2 separate regions of the Ovis aries genome follow, and region 2 is linked to region 1. The links are chromatin contacts, called in public Hi-C maps. All regions are on one chromosome and are shown on one strand. Each heading gives the region's core, a stretch centred on a gene start, on an enhancer-like site or on the middle of the called end of the contact. The rest is flanking DNA. Distances are from core to core; before and after follow the strand shown.

Region 1 (4,367 bases), core at 776-3,275:
GTGCCTGGGCAGGAGCAGAGCTAGCAAGACTGATGCCGGCTGTCAGGGAGAACTTCTGGCTGTGCAGGACCCTTCAGCACCAGGAGCCTCGACTGGACCACACCCAAGCCTGAGAGATAATCACCACCATTGAGTCATCCAGAGACGGGCTCCACCCATGGACAGTGTTTCCCTGATGGCTTTGTGTTTCAGGAGCAAGTAAGGAGCAAATCCAAGATCTGTGCCAATGTGTTTTGTGGAGCTGGCCGGGAATGTGCAGTCACAGAGAAAGGAGAGCCTACCTGCCTCTGCATCGAGGTAAGAACTGTGGGCGAGAGCCAGAGGATGGTGGCCAAGGCCATGTGGTTAGCTACCCGTTTACAGAGCAGAGCCAGTGATTTTGTCATCTTTATAAAAGCATACCTTGACTTTCTGTAAGAAGAGAGTCACTTTTTATCTCGGGGGTTAAAAATCAGATGTGAATGTAGGGATCTTTTTCATTTTAAAAATTCTTTAGCTTTATAAGGTTTTCAAATTACAAAATTAACAATTGCTTTTTATAAGTGATACAGACATTTATGCAAACAATAAAGTTAATAATCTCCCGTCATAACCTTCAAATCCCCTTAGTCTGAGGTAATCAGTGTTAACAGTTTGTGTTTATTTGTTCCACATAGTTTTTTTTGTTTCTCTGCAACTATAAATATATAGAGTTTCCCCCTATTTTATGCAAAAATGAGATCATAATGTAGACAGATCTAGATATATGCAACTTGCGTCTTGTACTCTTTAATATGTAACAACAACCCTCTATGGGTCAGCACATGTAGTTCTCATTTTTTAATAGCGCAGTTATATTTAGTGATATAAAAGAACCAGATTTATGTACTCATTTTCCCACAGATGGACATTCAGGTTGTTTACCATTGTAAACAGTAATGTCTTTGGCCAAATATTCTCACGTGCTGTTGCCTTTATTTCTGTAGGATTGAGTCCCACTTGTTAGGTTGAGTCCTAGGCTTGCTAGGTCAAGGATATGTGCATTTTAAAATACTAGCTGGAATGCAGATTTTTCAGGTTTGGTTTTGGTTTTAATGAAATTAAAGAAACAAAGTGAGCTTTTGAGAAATACTTCTTTTGTAGGCAGAATTCTCTCTCTTAGCGAACATAAACAGCTTGGATGTGTGCCCTTTCCCCCTCTTTCTGTCAGAAGAACCCAAGACTGGATTCCTCCATACTGCTGCAAGTTAATTCACCCACCTTAGTAACCAGTTGAAGGATCCTGACCCATTGTCCCAGAAAGGAAGTCTCTCAACTCAAAAACTTGCAAACCAGATCTGTTAAGGATTCTGGGAGGTTGTCACTAGTGGTGTAGCTGGCCACTCTGTGGCCATTTAGGGTCCAGAAACCTGGAGGTTAACCTCAACTTGGCCACATACCATTGTGTGATTTTAAGCAAATTAATTGCTGTTGGATGCCCTGAAGACCGACCATGTTTGGCTTTGCTCAGGACGCAAGTTGCTTTGCCCAATGGGTTATATTAATAGCCCAGTGATAAATATTGGTTAAGTGAAGCTTGTCTTTCTGGGCTTTGGTTTTCCAGTCTGTAAATTGGAGAGGTCGACCTGCCTTCAGTTCCAGGGTCCTGTGCTCTTTTACCACATCTACTCTTGTTTGCTTTAATGTCTTTATTAGGTCTAAGCAGAACTTGCTTACCCCTTCCCCCTTTAAAAAACCACAGAAGTGTAAAGAAACTAAGCTTGCCTGTCACTGTGGCACTTTAATAGCCAAAGTAGAATCAAGCTGCCAAGTGAACTTTAGTCCATTTCCTGGTCCAGAATGATCCTCTGTCACACTTCACAAAGATCTGGCACCCCCTCCGGCTGCCTGAAAACAACTGTTGTGAGATTAGGAGAAAAACAAAATACTAAATAAGGCAACAGAGCAAAGATTCTTATAGCTAGACCCTGAAAGAATTGAAGAATTGGGGTGATGAGGGTCGGGGGCTGTGGAAACATTCCTTTCAATGTTTCCATATTCCCAGCTCTGGCTGTTTTGTGTCATAAAATTTTGGAATTTTAAGGGGTTTTTTGATATCCAGACATTGAATGACTTTCTACTAAGTGATAAAGTGACAGATAATCCAGATTCCTGGCTTCGGATAAAATGCCCTTCCTGCTAATTTGAGCGGATTGGGGTCAAGGAGTGGGTATTTCTTTTCACTGAAAAGAAGAGATGACCAGGGCCAGGATCAGCACAGAGCACCATGAGGGACTGCAAGGTGACGTAATTCCTCCAACACTGAGTAGGGGAGGGTCACTGATGCCAGAGCTGGGGCTCCCTGTGCCCTGGCAGGGTAGAAGTCTTCTCTGCTGGGGAGGACTCCTCACAAGATGGTTGTGTGTGTGTGTGTGTGTGCATGTGTGTGTGTGGTGCACACAAACTCAGCCTTGACTATACCAGCATCCTCCACGGTCTGTTTCAGCAATGCAAACCTCACAAGAGGCCTGTGTGTGGCAGCAACGGCAAGACCTACCTCAACCACTGTGAGCTGCATAGAGATGCCTGCCTCACTGGATCCAAAATCCAGGTCGATTACGATGGACACTGCAAAGGTAAGTAGTGCCCTCATCACCATGTCACAGCTCCAGCCAGGGAGCCAGAGAAGGAGCAGTGGCCTGGCTTCCTGGAGTTCTTTCTACCCCAAACACAGTGTCCAAAGCTGTGGGGACCACCTAGTTGCTTAGAGAGGCATCCCCTTGGTGCTCATGAGCCTGCTGGGTTTGCCCTGGGTGGCCCTGCTTCTACCCTGCCCTTCCTGCCTCAGACTCCCCAGGTGGCTTCCCACACTGTCTGGAGAAGGATAGTGTATAGGGACCACATCAACAATCAATAGTGTGGTAGTATTTAGCTGAATTCTGTACCTTTTTAGAAAGCAGGTAAATTTCACATATCTTGTGCTTTTTAAATTTGGGTACCTTTCAGTTCTGATGACAAAGTTCCTCTGATTTACACTCAAACCACTGCTATCAGAGTAAGAAGGAAGGGGTTCCAAGCTTGTTGCTAATTAGACACCAGCCTCCTGCCTACACTTGAACTTCGCTGGAGAAAGAAGCTGTTTCCCACATGCTGGTCTCCACTGCGTTTCTTTGTCCGTAATGTTTCTGTATGAATTCTCAAAGTCCCAGCAGCTCCCCACCCCTCAATCTAACAAAAGGAGGTATAATATCAGGAGGGCAGCTCAGTGGCCTCAAAATTCAAACAAAGCAGGAAAGAAAAGATCCCCATACTTGGGACCTAGAAGGAGAGGAGATAAGGATTCACGACAAAGTGATGAAAAGATATAAGTGGCCCCTTAATATGGGCAGTTTTAACCCTAGCAATACACAGAATTTTCTTTTTTCTTCACTTTATGTTATGCATTTTCTTCCTTTTGTCCTACAGAGAAGAAATCTGTAAGTCCTTCTGCCAGCCCAGGTGAGTACCTCTTTTTTTCTATAGTGTGCATTCAGGGAGGAAATTCTTTTCATGATGGAAATTCCATGTTCCACAATCCCTCCCTGCAAAGCTCACAAGATCTTTAATGTGTCAGAGCTTGTGACCCAGAACTGGTCGCTCCTCAACATAGCACAGAAAAGCTGCAATACTGCAGTTTTTGGTACTTGCCATGGAAAGCAGCTGATTGGATCAGAGTGTTGGCCGTGTTTTTCATTTTTGCTGAGTAATGATTGAACTGCAGGATGGAAAAGCCGCTGAGTCCCTCCTTCAGTGCTTTGTCAGACCTGTGGGTGTCACAGGACAAGCAGAATCAGGAGGCACAACTGTTTTGGAAAGGGGATAATTGAAAATGGCAGATCTTCTTCCATGATTTTCAGTGAATACAAATTTAAAATTTCATCGATTTATAGTTACAGACTCCTTTAGCATATACTTTTCCTTAGATCCTCACATAACCTTGTGAAGTAGTTACTATAATTACCTTATAGATGAAGAAATTGAGGCTCAGAGAGGTTAAGTGAATTTCCCTGAGTCACACAGCCAGAAAGTGCCAGAGTGGGGAAAAATGCCCACAGTTTTATTTCCCTGGCTCAGTGCCCTTTTTACATCCCAACATGTGTTGGGAATTCCCTTTTGCCAAAGCTTTCCCTTCTCTGCCTCCCAGTCCTCTAGACTTCCAGCCTCACCTGTTGTTGCCATGTGGCTTACAACAAACAGCTGTCCAGAGCAGGGCTTCAACATGCCCTTCCCCAACCTCATCTTCTGTTGCTTATAATATAGGATAAAATTTTAAATGGGAGAAGTTTTTAAGGGGGACAGAGGGAAAAGCTATATAGAAAGAATCAAAAATCCAGTGGCATAAAGAATTGTAGTGTTCTCACTTATTATTA
Region 2 (4,367 bases), core at 1,144-3,643, 120 kb before region 1:
ATTTTTGAGAAGATTTAAACTCATGCCTTGCTGCTGCTGCTGCTGCTGCTGCTAAGTTGCTTCAGTCATGTCCGACTCCGTGCAACCCCATAGACAGCAGCCCACCAGGCTCCCCCATCCCTGGGATTCTCCAGGCAAGAACACTGGAGTGGGTTGCCATTTCCTTCTCCAATGCATGAAAGTGAAAAGTGAAAGTGAAGTCGCTCAGTCGTGTCCGACCCTCAGCAACCCCATGGACTGCAGCCCACCAGACTCCTCCATCCATGGGATTTTCCAGGCAAGAGTACTGAGTGGGGTGCCATTGCCTTCTCCGAAGCTCATGCCTTACATTGAGTCATTTCTGGCTGAGGCTGTCATAAGGGGTTTGGAAATGTCACATTCCCAGACCCACATTCTAGGAACTAAGTCATTACTTTTGGGCTCCTCTGTTGACATAAATTCTTCCCCTTCAGCCAGATCTGGAATATTTGGCACCAACAGCAAACCTGGGCACCTATGTGGCTCCAGAGCTACAGTTCTTTCTGTGTTGACTCTTCTGTGTATGTTGGCCCAAGTCCCAGAGGTGAACTGCTATCCTGGTTTCCTTTCATAAATTCTGACTGACTGCTCTGCCTGTATTTCTGCTTCTTCCTCTAGCACTAGATACTCTCCCCAGTTTCACCCATCCTCATCCCTTCTTTCTGCTGGCTGAAGTTACCTGCTGTGCCAGGCCATGGAATGACTGTGTCATAGGACAGGCACACTTGCCTTATTGGACACTCATATCATTTCCTGTTCACTTAAGTTGGGTCTTCCCTGGTAGCTCACATGGTAAAGAATCTGCCTGCAGATGCAGAAGACCCAGGTTCAATCCCTGCGTCTGGAAGATCCCCTGGAGAAGGGAATGGCAGCTCACTCTTGTATTCTCCCCTGGAGAATTCCATGAACAGAGGAGCCTGGCAGGTTACAGTCCATGGGGTCGTAAAGGGTCAGACACAACTGAGTGACTAACAACTTCACTTCATTGTTTTCTGTTCTCATAAATCAGTGTATCTCAGGAAGAAAGGTACCAGCCTCTAGGAGATGCATTGGAAGCTCTAGGGAGCACTTTTGATTGTCGCAGTTATTAGGAGGGGCACTAGTAGCATTTAATGAGTGGAACCAAGGGTGCTGGCTACTTGATACTGTGCACCAACAAGTGTCGTGTGTCCTGTGCAAATGTCGGAGGTCACACTGGATATTTGTGTGGGACAATCTGCTTGTAATTATGTGCTGTGAAATTCAATTCCATTTTACTTGGAAACACAAGTTACTTTTGTATATTTTAATATACACTGATTTTTCTGTAAATGCCACTTAAGCCTTTTTAAAGGAAGAGAAGATGGCGCTGTGTTTGTTCAGAACTTTACCAACAGTATTCACAATTTCAGAAAAGCATTTGGCTGCCAGCAATTTCACTATTGTGATTTGAGTTGCAGCAAACATGTCTCTATTACATTAGTCTCTGCCACATTCACTCAGATTTCAAAGCAACTGCTTCATTCTACCTCCTAGTTAGTCTTCCCTAAATATTAATATACTCCAATACATATTAGTTAGTTATAAATTATTCCTCTTCTATCAATAATTTATCTTCATCATTAGGACACTGTGTTGACTTTTAGAAAGATGTGTGTAGGAGGTTTCCCTGATGGCTCAGTGCATAAAGAACCAGCCTGCTGTGCAGGAGACACGGGAGACATGGGTTCAGTCTCTGTTGGGAAGATCCTCAGGTAAGGAAGCAACAACCCACTCCAGTATTCTTGGCTGAAAAACCCCACAGACCGAGGAGCCTGGCAGGCTACATACAGTCCAAAGTGTCCCAAAGAGTCTGACACTACTAAGCAACTAAGCACATATAGGAGGTTAATAATTCCAGATAGTAAATAGGACCTAACAAAACATTCACTTGAAAATAGGTCATTGGCTCCGATGGGGTTAAGAATCCTTGATCTAAGTGGCTACTGTGGTACTGTCTATGGAAGGCAGCAAAGGACTAAAGATGAGGTCAGTGCATTCTTGGAAGGAGGCTGTAGCTGCCCACCAGGGTTTGCTGTAGCATCCCCTTGAGGAGCTGAGCACTTTCCAAATTCCAATGTTTATCCTCATCAGGTTTCCAGAAGTTTCCAGAATCCAAGGTCACTTGAATCACTCAAATCCAAGAAGTTACTCATAGCCAAAGTAGAAATTTATAATGGAAGACATTTCTTCCCAGGGACTGAAAGCTTATGTCCACTGCCCAGGGCAGCCAGTCCCAGGATCAGAATGAACACAGATGCTGAGCACAGGGCACACGGGATACTGTAGAGAGATAAGAGGCACTCCTGTTCCACAGCAACCACAAAAGGCAGAATCTCTGCCCTGCACAGGGCTCGGGTGTGCACTACCATCTTAAGATGCCTTGGGGTTTTTATTTCCTGTCGTCCACACTGACCGCTTCCCATTCTGCCCACACCCTCACCCACCTTCACCCAGTCTTCCCCCAGGCGATGGGCAGTTCAGTTGATTATCTTCTATGCAATGGCATTCACATTCTGGACCTGCCTTCCTCTGATTACATCCAAATTTCCTCCCTTGATTGGAGTTTCATGAGGTCCATGCATTTCAGTCTCTTGATTTACTCCCACGGGTGACTAATCACAGCCATTGTCTGTGAATTTTACCATTGATAGTTCAACTCTGAAGGTGACCTTGTGTCCCTGGTTTCCAGATTCATGGAGAGGGAGACCTCCCACTGTTGCTTCCATATCTGGCCAAAACTGATGTCCAAAATGAAGACTCAGCCTCCTTTCCTGCTCTGCACCAATCCCTATAGTTGGCAGAGTTCTCCTGATCGTTATCTCAGTTTGATAGAGAATATTCCATAGTGGCTCAGTGGTAAAGAATCTGCCTGCAATGCAGGAGACACAGGATTGATCCCTGGGTCAGGAAGAGTCCCTGGAGAAGGAAATGGCAACCCACTCCAGTATTCTTGCCTGGAAAATTCCATGGACAGAGGAGCCTGGCGGGCTACAGTGCATGGAGTTCCAAAGAGTCAGACACGACTAAGCAAATAAACAGCAACAGCTACAAATTCCTTTCCCACTCCAGCTTCCCAGTGACTCCCTTCCACTTGCCCTGTGTGGCAGTTTCAGCACAAGTCAAGCGGGAGACCACCCAAATTATAACTGACTATGGATCAGAAAAGATAACATGGTCATCAGGATATTTGGGTTGGGGGAGATTTTGTTTGTTATTTACTGTTTTTGAATATATAGTAATTCTACTCATAGAGACTGGTCAGAGATGGAATGATGAGCTGATTAATGGAACAGTCTAGTTAATTAAGAGATAGTATATATAACATAGATGAACAATGATTTTTGAAGAAGTATTAATGAAATACAGTTTATTGAAAATGTATATTAATTATGGTAGAGTTGTTTTTTCATGGTTCAGAAGGGAAAAGCTCAAGGAAGTGTGCTTGTCCCCCGACCCCCACACCATTTGTTTTTACGTTACAGACTGAAATGATGTTTCCTTAAGCTTCTCATCTCAATCACCTGAATCCTCTCAGTCCTTATCAGTGTTCTCTGTGCTCCTTGACTTCCCAAAGAGAGAGAAAGTTGAATCTTTCAGTAATATTTCCACATCAGTAAGAATCAGTCACTTTAACCTCTTTACAGCTTCAGCTCATTCTTGTATCACTTTCACTAACTTTTTTGTAAAGAAGCTCCCCTAACCAAATCAAGAATTTCTGTTACTGTATTTCTGTAAGGCTGTAATACTGTCCATCCTTCTTCATTAACAGAAGATACAGTAAACATAGCACAAGCTCATAGCTTTCTCCAAGAACTTTTAAATATTGAATAAACACTGAATTGAAATTTAAGTGTAAGAAATATTTCAAAGTGTACATCATTTATTCATTCATTTAAATATTCATTAGATGAACATTTATTAAACATCCATCATGTGACAGACACTGCTTTAGGCACTGGAGATACTAAGATAGCAAGTCACGATCCTAGCTATCAAGGAGCTCACAGTTTAAAAGAAGAGAGACTGATACGTAAAAAACATGATTTTAACTCAGTGAAATAAGTACTGCTGTGGAGTTTGCTGATGATCAGTTGTGGCATAAAGGGACTAAATGATCAACTCTACTTTTAAAAAGGTGCTGCTTAGAGAACAAACTTATGGTTACCAGAAGCCAAGGGTGGGGGGAAGGGATAGTTAGGGAGTTTGGGATAGACGTGTACACAGTGCTATATTTAAAATGGATAACCAACGACTGTATAGCACAGGGAACTCTACTCAATATTCTGTAACAGCCTAAATGGGAAGAGAACTTTTAAAAGAGTAGGTGA

Evidence for each region. Hi-C and Micro-C count contacts between places; a contact is called where the count stands out from the background.
Region 2: a Hi-C map of mesenteric adipose tissue shows a contact between it and region 1, with 2.1 times the contacts expected there. The contact joins two enhancer-like sites. A contact is called at or near these places in 8 of 16 Hi-C or Micro-C datasets (liver, mesenteric adipose tissue, muscle and 3 more).

What each region holds. Positions count from the first base shown.
Region 1 is chr1:186,009,444-186,013,810 of ARS-UI_Ramb_v3.0, reverse strand. It overlaps FSTL1 (follistatin like 1), which reads left to right. Exons shown (of 11, transcript XM_060418423.1): 3 at 193-297; 4 at 2,465-2,594; 5 at 3,424-3,456. Among named protein-coding and RNA genes, the nearest start is that of FSTL1, 40 kb to the left of the region's middle. Within about 2 kb of position 2,025, at least 5 of the 54 cell types and tissues checked have an H3K27ac peak or open chromatin away from gene starts, as enhancers often do.
Region 2 is chr1:186,133,722-186,138,088 of ARS-UI_Ramb_v3.0, reverse strand. The region is part of intron 3 of LOC114118893 (a long non-coding RNA gene); the gene reads left to right. Among named protein-coding and RNA genes, the nearest start is that of NDUFB4, 36 kb to the left of the region's middle. Within about 2 kb of position 2,393, at least 1 of the 54 cell types and tissues checked has an H3K27ac peak or open chromatin away from gene starts, as enhancers often do.